Linked DNA regions of Gossypium hirsutum: region 2 is linked to region 1. A link is a contact called in public Hi-C data. All regions are on one chromosome and are shown on one strand. Each heading gives the region's core, a stretch centred on a gene start, on an enhancer-like site or on the middle of the called end of the contact. The rest is flanking DNA. Distances are from core to core; before and after follow the strand shown. Region 1 holds the start of LOC107901910 (protein BRICK 1). Region 2 holds the start of LOC107901919 (heat shock 70 kDa protein, mitochondrial).

Region 1 (6,222 bases), core at 2,868-5,367:
AGCGGTGACAGTGATATTAGATAGTAATTTTGTTTTTTCCTCAAATATCCTTTGACTAGTTTAATTTTTGATCTATATAATCATTCATTTTAATTTATCAATGTCAAACATTTAAATGAAAATCCATGATATGCATGAACCTATTTAATTTCATTTTTACAAAACCCCTAAAATTTTACACTTTATTCAATTTAGTCCCTGAAATTAAAATTATCATAACTTACACATTTGAGCTTCATTTTACAATTTGATTTCAATTACGACCTTATACTACTCTCCACTCTCTATTTTTATCAAAATCTCATGGCAGTTTTGTAACTTATTCAGTTTAGCCTTATGTTAAAAATTAACACTTAAACTTTACAAACTAGTCATTTTTTTCATTTCTAAGCTTAAAAACTAATATTTTAACACCAAAACTTCAAGAATTCATTAATGGAAACATTTTGAAACTTTAAAAGTTTTGAAAAATAAAACATGGATTAGCTAAATTGAGCTATCACGATCTCAAAAACACAAAATTTATGAAAAATGACTTCAAACGACTTACCATGAGAGGATGAGAAGCTTGGCCGAATGATGAAGCTTCCAAAAATGGTTTATCGGGTGTGTTTGTTTGAAATTTCAGTGGAAGTAAATTAAAGGTGGGTTTGGATAGGCGGTACGTTTACCTGTGGTTAGTGTAAACAGCGGTGACAGTGATATTAGATAGTGTAGCGATGTTGTAGTGTGAGACAAAAAGTAAACTAAACGCACTGAACTACACCTAATCGCCCATCCAAACCCATCCTGAATGGATGATGATGCCATTTTTGTTTTTATTTTTATTTTTATTATTAACATATAATAATAGTTTAATTAATATTTTAACCCATAATTCTCTTAATAAAAAGCAGTTAACCTTCCACCGCTTTTAAAAATGCTCTAACTGCCATTGAAACTTTAGTTTAATTGCTAAATAGGTTTTTTAATAAATAAAAATCTATAACAATTAACTTTTACCACTTTTACAATTTAATTTTTGTATCTTAATTAACTATTCGTTCAATAAAATTACTAGACCGAAATTTAATATAGTATTATAATATACTCACAAATATTAAATAATAATATTTACAAACTCGATCATTAAAAAACAGGATTCCAAAATCACCGTTTCTGGTACCATTAAAAAAATGGGCTATTACAATTAAATTTACAATTAAATTCAAGATAGGTAGCAGAATAGAATTGTGATGTGGCATTAATGATGTCATAATTTAAAAAATATATTAAAAATCTAAAAAAAAATTAAAAACCATAACTTTTATCGACACTTGAATACATATATTGGATTCAACTTAATTAGCAAACAAAGATATGTCAAAATTCACCCTTCCAACTCTTCCAAACAACCACAACTCAATAAAGTTAAATTACTACATAAAGTAACTAGGTGAACTACAACACCATGAACACCATAAGCCAAGTTTCCAAGTTCTTATCATGACGTAGATCATTCATTTACTAACTTTTAGTACCTATATCTCAAATATATACAAATCTCATAAATAAATAAAAAACTCATATATTAAAAAACAACTAACAAACTGAAATGTAATAAACTTCATAATCAAAATCATGGATTTCAGTCATAGTTAATCATAAACACGAAATTACTGTTTACTCATATCATGAAAAATCCCCATTTGAGGATACATACAGATATTTGGAAAAAAAAAAAAAAAACCTCACCATTTAGGTGCCTCTCGACTTGAGTCATATCTTTAAAAAATTTAGATATGAAAATTTCATAAAAAAAAAATCTTAAAATCTATAGAGGAAGTAACCTTCGACATTGAGGAGGACTGCAATTTCGAGAGCTACCGCTACGAGAAAGAGAGGAAGAAGAGAAAGATCTGGAGCAAGAATGAGAGCTAGACAAGGAAGCAAATCTAGAGTAGGACACGGAGTGAGAGCGAGAATTGGACTTAGAGTTTGAACCGGAATAAGAGTAGGAACAAGACCTAGACCGTAAACAAGAACAGGAAGAGGAACCGGAGTTGGAGACAAAACGAGAACGACGACCTCTCAGCTAGATTCATATCTTTAAAAAATTAAGATATGAAAATTTCATTAAAAAATCTTAAAATCTACAGAGGAAGTAACCTTTGATGTTAAGGATTACGATTTCGAGAGCTACCGCTACTAGAAGGAGAGGAAGAGGAGAAAGATCTGGAGCGAGAACGAGAGCTAGACGGGGAAGCAGATCTGGAGCGGGACACAAAGCGAGAGCGAGAATTGGATTTGGATTTGGAGTCTGAATCGAAATAAGAGCGAGAGCTAGACCTAGACTGTGAACAAGAACAGGAAAAGGAACCAGAGTTGGAGACAAAACGAGAACGACGATCTCTTGTTGGCTTTACGATTTGCAGAATACAAAGAGAGGAATAGTAGAGATAAGAAACCATTTTTTTTATATTTTTATCTTTTGAAAATGTTTTTATTGATTTTTAATATTTTTTAAATTATGACATCATCGTGATGTTTGATGAGCGTTGAAACCACTAAATATAATTTTCTATGCTCTAACTAAATTCAATAGTAGTATAAAGTAGTAGGGTCAACCTTACAAGGATTGAGACTTCTAATTTTTTTATTTACATAATCAAATTCTCAAGTCTAGATAGCTGTCGTGCTCATGACCTGTGCGTTGCAGAGCTGAAAAAAATAAAAATGGAGATTTAATTGATAAAGAAAATAAAATAATAAAATAATAATGATTGCAAAATAAAATTAAGGAAATTAAATTAAATTGGTGAATCAAATATATTAATGCTTAGCCTAAGTTTTGGTATGCTCCGAAATCGAATTGATCCTTGAAAGTAGATTTTCCTTTCCAAATGATAAGTTGGTTATAATGATCAAAGATGCCTTAACCGCCAACTTTTTCTTGTGTAGTTGGTTCCGATATAACCTACAAACTAACCCTTACCGATTATCTAATCACGTAACACGCGTCTGCAATTTAAAATCTTTGCAGCCTTGCAATCTAGAAAAGCCCTACTAGAATTAACGGTCTCAACCGCGTAGGTTGTTTAAATCCGATCAATATCTCCTTTGACGGAGGTCCAACAAACCTTACCCACTTGGACATGCCAATTTGTTCACGGGAACTCGACAGCTGGCTCGTTTTTCTAGTTGTATGCCAAACAACTCCAACTTAACGCGCGCTTTTTGAATTGAAATTGATAACTTTAAGGGACAATTGTGACTATCCCATATACTGGAGAGATAATAAATAACGTGTTTGCAAGGTTTTAGTATACGTTCATATCTCACGATTCTCGATATGAATAATAACCAGGTTTTTAGTTGAGTATGAAATTAATCATACTCAATTAGGGTTTAAAAGTGAATTTGAGTATAATGACGACAAGTGAAAAGGAAACGGGGCTTAAAAAACAATTGAACAAAAAAAAAAAAGAAATTGACAGTAAGCTCAAAAGCTATACACGTTGGCTGAAATAAAAGAAAGCAATTGTATTTAATTCCATTCAAGTGTAAATTCAAGTGTATCTTTCCAAGCCACTAATACAAGTATTTATACAATTTTCAAGTGCTATATTCAGCATGAATCAACCAACTAAAATTAGCATGATTCTTCTAAGATTATGCAACTAAAATTAGATTTTCCCTATTTATAGAATTTGACAATCTCAAAAATATGATTTAATCAACCACTAATTCTGTAATTTTTCTAATTCGGCCACTTTTCTTGCTTTTTGTTCCGATTTAGTCTGTTTTGCTTGATTTTGAATTTTGGCACTCCAATTTCATCCCTGATAAGATTTAAACAAGAATTCATAAGTTCAGTAATATTCTATTAAAAAATTAGCTAAAAATAGATACATTAAAAGCACAAAATTAACTTGCTATCAATGTCATTAATGTTATGTGTCACAATTCTATTATGTAACTTATTTTTAACTTAACGACGTTATAAAAAAATACCGATTTAATTTATGAAAAAAAATTCAGACACCAATGTAAATAAAAAAACTTACAAGTTGAAGTATGAATTTTATATTTAAGCCTATTTTAATGAAGAGATTGGCTCTCACATCTACACAATTTAATAGCTCTAGTTTCTCTTTTGCCAAAACAAAAGCGAATAAATTCCGAGTGTGAAATGGCCAATTATAAAACCACAACTAACCCAAACCAACCCACCCACCAACCCGGACCAATTTTATTATTATTTTTCTTAAAAGAAATTTAAAGGAAAAAGCCAGAAATAGGCGAGGCAAAGAAGATCTGTAAAAATCGGCATCTCTTTAGGGGAAAAAAGGGGAAGAAATGGCAAGAGCAGGAGGGATAACGAACGCCGTTAACGTAGGGATAGCAGTCCAAGCCGATTGGGAGAATCGCGAATTCATCTCTCACATTTCCCTCAATGTTCGTCGCCTCTTTGAATTTCTCCTCCAATTCGGTAATTCTTTTTCATTTTCAAGCTCAAATTTCTATTTTCTTTTTAAAATTATTAATTTTTCTTTTGGTTGCTTCTAGAGGCTACAACAAAGAGCAAATTAGCATCCTTGAACGAGAAACTGGACACCCTGGAACGTCGTTTGGAGCTTCTTGAAGTTCAAGTTGGAACTGCTTCCGCTAACCCTTCTCTTTTCAGTACGTGATTCATATTTAAAAGTTGTATTTGTTTCCATATCTTTGTCGTGATTTTGTTCCTCTCCTAGTTTTCGGCGTTGTAGGAAAACAAAGTTTTCTTCTTTTTCTTTTTGTCTATATAATAACCTTGGCGATTAGTGAACTTTTGCTCTTCGTTTCTTTCGAATCTGTCATATTTGTAAGACATTAGCATCTTGCTGTTGAATTTTTCTTTCATTCATCCTTTCCTTGATTGTATATTTTTTGTCAATCTTGTTTCAATATTTCAGCTGCTTAGAAAAAAATAGTTGTCAATTAGCTGCACGGTTGTGTTTAAAAGTAAAATCTTCTTAATCTGAATTTGGATCTATTTTACTCAAACTTTACTTCTTGCGTGACTTGCTAGTTAGTCTGCTTAAAGTTATTAAATGAATAACTAAAATGTTTTCTTTTGGCTCCTTTAGCCATCAGCTCATTCATCTTTAAAATGGTTATAAATTTTAGATGTTCGAAAGGTCTCTTGTATGTTAATTGATGTCAATTTAAACATGTTATGTTGGCAATTGCTTTAATATCCCCTGAAGTTGAGTGTTCAGTCAATCAGTCTGGATTCATAGTGCAATGTCAGTTCTATACCATGGTAAGTCATCAGTTGCTGAACTGTTCCATAATCAAGATAAGGTGGTTTAGCTATAGATAGATTGAATCAGTTATCAGTTTGCATATGCTTTAACACATATTGCTTGTGGCTATAAATGGTGGATTCTAAGATGACGACTTGTGAATAAAGACTTTTTATCACTTTCTCAAATTCTTGAGTTGAGGTATCCTGGATTCATAGACTTCTGTACTAGTTGTGGGCAACACCGCATCTGCATTTTCAAGTAGGTAAGGTAAATCAATCCACTTTGTCAGAACATTATACAAGCTAGAAAAATACTTCTAACCTTTATACAAAACTCAGAATGCAGATAGTTGATATTAAATTCATGACAATGGATTACTCTTTGCCTTGAGAATTGTTTCCATTACGTTTTCTACTAGTCATTAGTTTTTGTCTGTAAAGGCAAACCAGAATGTTTCCAATAGCAGCAATAGCTACAGTAGATCCATACGCAGCAATATCACTTGATTTCCAGGACACACACAGAGCAAAATGTCAGTACAGGTTCTTTTAAATGCCTCCATTGTTTTCTGAAGTCATAAATTGTATTTTAATTTCGTTCTTGATGGCTAGTCTCAAGCTCTTCAAGCAAGATGGGAGATCATTTTCAAGTTGAGGATTGCATCCTTAACATCTGGGGAAGAAATATCATGATAATTGAGTTACTAGACTTTTCTTCATAATATGAAACAGATAATAGATAGTTTGGCAGCACAATATAGAACCTTGTGTAAAAAACGACTTATAATGGAGTTAAGTCCAGGAAGTGAGATAAGAGAATCTGGTAGTGACCCCTCGACTTCACTGTTGCTTCCTTATACCCCTGGAAGTTAAAATAAATTGATCACCATATTACACATGAATCATACAACTTTCTAGGGAAGAAATAGATATGGCTCAGAATGGGGATAGGC
Region 2 (6,191 bases), core at 908-3,407, 160 kb after region 1:
AAACCTGTGGGATATAAATGAGTTTTTGTAAGAAAGAGAAATGAAAAAGGAGAAATTGTGAGATATAAAGCATGTTTGCACAAGAATTTTCACAAAGACCTGGTATTGATTATGAAGAGACATACTCTACTGTGGTGGATGCAACTACTTTTAGGTTCTTGATTAGTCTAGGAATAAGAGGACATGATTTATGCCTAATGGATATAGTTACAACCTATTTATATGGCCCATTTGATAATAACATTTGCATGAAACTCCAAGAAGGTTTTAAACTGCCAAAGGCAGCAATTCATGTTCTCGAGAACATTACTCAATCAAATTAAATAGATCCCTTAATAGACTGAAACAATTTGGGTGCATGTGGTATAATCGCCTTAGTGAGTACTTATTGAGGGGAGGCTATAATAATGATCCTATTTCCCCATGCATTTTTATAAAGAGGTTTGAGCCAGGATTTTTTATAATTACTGTGTATGTTGATGATTTAAATATCATTGGGACTTCTGAAGAGATTTTAATGACAATGAAGTGCTTAAAAAAAAGAATTTGAAATGAAAGTCCTTGGAGAGACAAAATTTTGTCTAGGGTTACAAATTGAGCACCTAAAGAATGGAATCCTTGTGCATCAAACAACATATATAGAAAAAGTGCTAAGAAGATTTTACATGCTAACGTACATCCGTTGAGCACCTTAATGGTTGTTAGGTCACTTAATGTAAATAAAGACATTTTCTATCCTCAAGAAAATGATAAAGATTTTCTTGGTCCTGAAGTACCATATTTAAGTGCTATTGGTGCATTGATGTATCTTGCTAGTTATACACGACCAGATATATCATTTGCTATCAAATTATTAGTAAGATTTAGCTTTTGTCCAACCCGAAGTCATTGGAATAGGGTCAAGCATATTTTTCATTATCTTCAAGGTACAAGAGATATGCGTTTATTTTTCCCTAACCTACCCAAAACATAATTGGTTGGATTTGCAAATGTAGGGTACTTACTAATCCTCATAATGCTCAATTATAAACTGGTTATGTTTGCACATATAGTGGTACTGCAATTTCTTGGCGTTCTATGTAACAAACAATTGTTGTTATTTTTTCTAATCATGTTGAAATTTTTGCAATCCATGAGGCTAATCGTGAATGTGTGTGGCTAAGGTCTGTAATTCATCACATATGAAAAAATTGTGGTTTATGCTCTGAAAAAAAAGCTCTAACAGTCTTATATGAAGATAATATAACTTGCATTACACAACTTAATGAGGGATAAATTAAGGGTGATAGAATAAAACATATATCACCAAAAATTTTCTTCACTAATAATCTACAAAAGAATGGAGATATAAATGTTCAATAGATTCGTTCAAGTGAGAATTTAGCAGATCTTTTTACTAAGGATCTCCCTACTGCCACATTTGAGAAGTTAATTTTCAACATTTGATTGCGTTGTCTCAAAGATCCTAAATGATACTTACATGAGGGGGAGTAAATTTACACTACATTTTTTTTTGTTGTGATATACAATGTATCAAATGATTATATACTCTTTTTCCTAATAAGGTTTTTAATTAGGCATATTATTTATACAATGAACATTCAAGGGGTGTTTTGAATGCTATTAAGTGGATGTTCAACCTTTCACTTTTCATCGCCCTCAACCTTCCACCTTTCATCTTCTTTAACCTTAAACATTTCATCTTCACATTTCATCTTCTTGTAACTAATTTCCTATTTATGTATTAGAATATGAAGAGTCTAATCTCCCTATATATAGAGAGAGAAATATACTACTTGTACATATGATGAAAAATATAGAATGCAATAGAAATCCACATATTCATCTTTTATATATTATTTTTGTTTATAATACATATATCATAATAAAATATATATTAATAGTTAAAATACTAAATTAAATATTTTCAAAATATAAATATCATATTAAACATTTTATTAAGTATTTCACTAAATAAAAAACCCCTAAAGATATTGAGGGATTAGTTTTGCTCATATTTCTTGTTGCCCACGATCCCTAACTTTTGAACGTTGACATATTCTAATCGTATTCTTATTTTACCCTTCCAAGCCCACCAACGGAACCGTCCTTCTCAAAATTAGGCAAGGGTAAAACAGTCATTCAATCACAAATCCCTTAATGTTAAATAAAGCCCACCAATCAGATTTGCTAAAACCCTAGCACAGCCTTTTAAACCCTACGGTCTTCATCATCTTGCTCTTACCATGGCTGCTTCTGTTCTCCGCCGTGCTTTACAGCGCCGTGAGCTTCACTCCGCTTGCAGATCCGTAAGTTTCTCTTTATCTTGGGTCTTTTGCGTTTTCCTGTCTTTGTTGCTTTTTGGTTGATGTGATTTATTTTTTTCCATTTTCTTTTTCTTTCATGTTAACTCATTTTAGAACTCTGTAATAACTTGATTCCTCTATTTCTGGGGAACATGGTCGAGTCTTTGCCCGCTTTTTTCGTTTGTTTAAAGGCCAAAGATTTTATGTTGCAATACCATCAATGGAGTTTTTTTTTCTCATTTCTTTCATTTCTCTCATCTTTTTGGGTCTTAGCCTAGCCTTTTGATCAAATTATATCAACTATATAAAATAAAAAGCTTTTAGGACTTATTTTGGGTTTAAGTTAAACTTCGATTGGTTCATCATTAGTTAGGCAACAGCTGTTGAATTGTTATAATTGCTGATTACAATGTGTTTGTGGTTATGAAAGATTCTGGGTTTACCTTTACTTAAAGAAATTGAAATATTGTTGTTTCGTTTCTTTCTGATGAGATATTGCTGGTGGACTTTTTGTAATTGGCCACTGAAGCTTACTAGTGTTTCTTATTCTTAATATAGTTGACTGGAAATGCAAAGACATCCTTGGCTAGGTCTCCACTGGTCAAATGGGCATCCTTGGCAAGATCCTTCAGGTATTCTTAAATATCTTCAAAACATTATCAAATCTCAGTGGCTAATTATTTGCTAAGATGTTATTCCTGCATTACAGCTCAAGACCTGTTGGTAATGATGTTATTGGTATTGACCTGGGTACAACCAACTCATGTGTATCAGTTATGGAGGGAAAGGTAGATTATTCTTCCTGACTAATATTATTGATCTTTGTTGAAGTATATATTTTGGATTTCTTTTTGTGAAAATGGGAACTATTTTATTCAGATTGTTCAAGTCCTTTGTATGTATTCTGCAGAATCCTAGGGTAATTGAGAATGCTGAAGGAGCTAGAACCACACCATCTGTGGTTGCCTTCAACCAGCAGGGGGAGCTAATTGTTGGAACACCAGCCAAACGGCAGGCTGTGACCAACCCAACAAACACATTTTTTGGAACAAAACGTCTGATTGGGAGACGTTTTGATGATGCTCAGACACAGAAAGAAATGAAGATGGTACCTTACAAGATAGTTAGAGCTCCCAATGGGGATGCCTGGCTTGAAGCCAATGGAAAAACTTATTCCCCGAGCCAGATTGGTGCATTTGTTCTAACAAAGATGAAGGAAACCGCAGAAGCATACCTTGGTAAAACGGTGACCAAAGCTGTTATCACTGTTCCTGCATATTTTAATGACGCACAAAGGCAGGCCACCAAGGATGCTGGGCGGATTGCTGGGTTAGATGTCGAAAGGATTATCAATGAACCAACTGCTGCCGCGCTTTCCTATGGGATGAATAACAAGGAGGGTATCATAGCAGTATTTGACCTTGGAGGTGGTACTTTTGATGTTTCTATATTAGAAATTTCGAATGGTGTTTTTGAGGTATGCTTGTATTTCTTTATTTGTTTTATTCATGCTTTGCTAAATTGATTGACTTGGAGAGCCTTTTTATCAGGTAAAAGCAACAAATGGAGACACTTTCTTGGGTGGAGAGGACTTTGACAATGCACTATTAGAATACTTGGTGAGTGAATATAATAGAACTGATAACATTGATCTCTCGAAGGACAGGCTTGCCCTGCAGAGGCTACGTGAGGCGGCCGAAAAGGCTAAGATTGAACTTTCATCTACATCCCAAACTGAAATCAACCTTCCATTCATAACTGCTGATGCTTCAGGGGCAAAACATTTAAATATAACGCTAACCAGATCCAAGTTTGAGGGTCTAGTCAGCAGCCTGATTGAGAGAACTAGAATTCCGTGTAAGAATTGTTTGAAGGATGCCGGAATATCCCTCAATGATGTGGATGAAGTATTGCTTGTTGGAGGAATGACTCGTGTTCCCAAGGTGCAAGAAATTGTATCAGAAATATTTGGCAAGTCTCCAAGCAAAGGGGTTAATCCTGATGAGGCAGTTGCAATGGGAGCTGCTATTCAAGGTGGTATCCTTCGAGGTGATGTTAAGGAGCTGCTTCTGTTGGATGTAACTCCTCTGTCACTTGGTATAGAAACACTTGGAGGAATTTTCACCAGGTTGATCAACAGAAATACAACTATCCCTACAAAAAAATCACAGGTCAGTATTATGATACATTTCTGTGTTGCCTCGGATATATTCATGACTTGAGAGTACAATAACTTCACTGGTAGTATTTAAAACTGTTCCAATACTTAAAGTGTGAGAGCAGCTAATTCTCTCTATCGGTAATATAGCCCGCAACAGAATATGAAAAAAAAAAATTGTTTTGATAATGCGCACATGTTTGCACAAATGAATCTTGCCATCTTATGTGTGCAAGTGTTATTGTTGTGCCAATTGATTGCATGGTCTTTCTGCTTGCTGGTATTGACGGGTGTTGTATTTTAATTTGTTAACCATCCTCTCAGTTTACATATTAAGATGTGCTGAGATCCCTTCCCGGCAAAAATTTACACTGGTTTTTGTGGTTTCAGGTTTTCTCTACTGCAGCAGACAACCAGACTCAAGTTGGAATTAAAGTTCTTCAAGGTGAACGTCACATGGCAGCTGACAATAAGATTTTGGGTGAGTTTGATCTTGTTGGTATTCCACCTGCACCTAGAGGGATGCCACAAATTGAAGTCACATTCGACATAGATGCCAATGGGATTGTAACTGTTTCTGCCAAGGATAAGGCAACTGGAAAAGAACAGCAAATCACAATCCGATCATCTGGTGGTCTTTCTGAGGATGAGATTGATAAGATGGTGAAGGAGGCTGAATTGCATGCTCAGAAAGATGAGGAGAGAAGAACTTTGATTGACTTGAGAAATAGTGCTGACACAAGCATATACAATATTGAGAAGAGCTTGAATGAGTACAGAGACAAGATTCCGAATGAGATTGCTTCAGAGATAGAGTCTGCCGTGGCAGATTTGAGGAATGCAATGGCTGGGGACAGTGTAGATGAAATCAAGGCTAAAATGGATGCTGCCAATAAGGCTGTTTCAAAGATTGGAGAGCACATGAGTAAGGGTTCTGGTTCTGATGGTGGTTCCTCTGGCTCTGGAGGGTCCACGGGTGAGGATCAGTCCCCCGAGGCAGAATATCAGGAGGCTAGGAAGTAAAACCTGAATAAGAACACATGATACTCGACATGTTTCTTCCAATTACTAATTCGATCATATTTCAAGATTGATTTATAGACGTTACATAAAAAAACTCAAGCTGCAGGATTGTGGATGCAATCCTAGGATTTTATGTTCATTTTGCAGTATTGAATATGTTTTTATTGAGCACTCTATTCTTTGAAGGTAAACGAAGCCATTTTGACTTGCATATTATGTGTCGCATGTTATGAACGAAATCTACTTGAAAATGGAGCTTCTTATACTAACTGATGAATTGATGCTATGGGGTTTTCATTATTTCATTATTTTTACTAATTAATTGTAAGAATTTTACAAGTAATAAGGTTTTGTTTAATTATGCCGTGAAAATGAAAACTTAATAGTAATGATGTCTCTACTCTTCTCGACATTAACATTAACTTAATGAATTGGGTTTGGGTTTTGAAATTGGGCAACTGAGTTTTTTTAGTTTTACAAACTGAACTACAACATCGATACATAATTATTATTATTTTTTATAAATTGTTAAAATGTTATTAATTGTTGGGCATTTTGCAATGCAAAGCAACTTCTTCAGGGTCATGAAGTGTGGATTTTTTCATTTTTACAGCAGCGCTACAGGTGATAAATTCAACCAAAATCTTCTCACAGAAACTACAGAATCTTGTACATGGTGTTTATCTGATTATTGGTCCTTTACA

What was found. A called contact is a pair of places that touch in the nucleus more often than the background predicts.
Region 2: a Hi-C map of leaf shows a contact between it and region 1, with 1.8 times the contacts expected there. The contact joins the promoter of LOC107901919 here to the promoter of LOC107901910 in region 1. A contact is called at or near these places in 2 of 34 Hi-C or Micro-C datasets (both in leaf).

Annotation. Positions count from the first base shown.
Region 1 is chrA11:57,116,701-57,122,922 of Gossypium_hirsutum_v2.1, forward strand. LOC107901910 (protein BRICK 1) reads left to right here and starts at 4,118. Exons shown (of 2, transcript XM_016828090.2): 1 at 4,118-4,471; 2 at 4,549-4,885. The coding sequence starts at 4,339. The coding sequence ends at 4,673. LOC121209953 (a long non-coding RNA gene) reads right to left here and starts at 3,907. Exons shown (of 2, transcript XR_005905213.1): 1 at 2,975-3,907; 2 at 1,615-2,700.
Region 2 is chrA11:57,283,456-57,289,646 of Gossypium_hirsutum_v2.1, forward strand. It overlaps LOC107901919 (heat shock 70 kDa protein, mitochondrial), which reads left to right and starts at 2,158. Exons shown (of 6, transcript XM_041081994.1): 1 at 2,158-2,309; 2 at 2,865-2,938; 3 at 3,016-3,094; 4 at 3,217-3,783; 5 at 3,857-4,477; 6 at 4,855-5,698. The coding sequence starts at 2,247. The coding sequence ends at 5,487.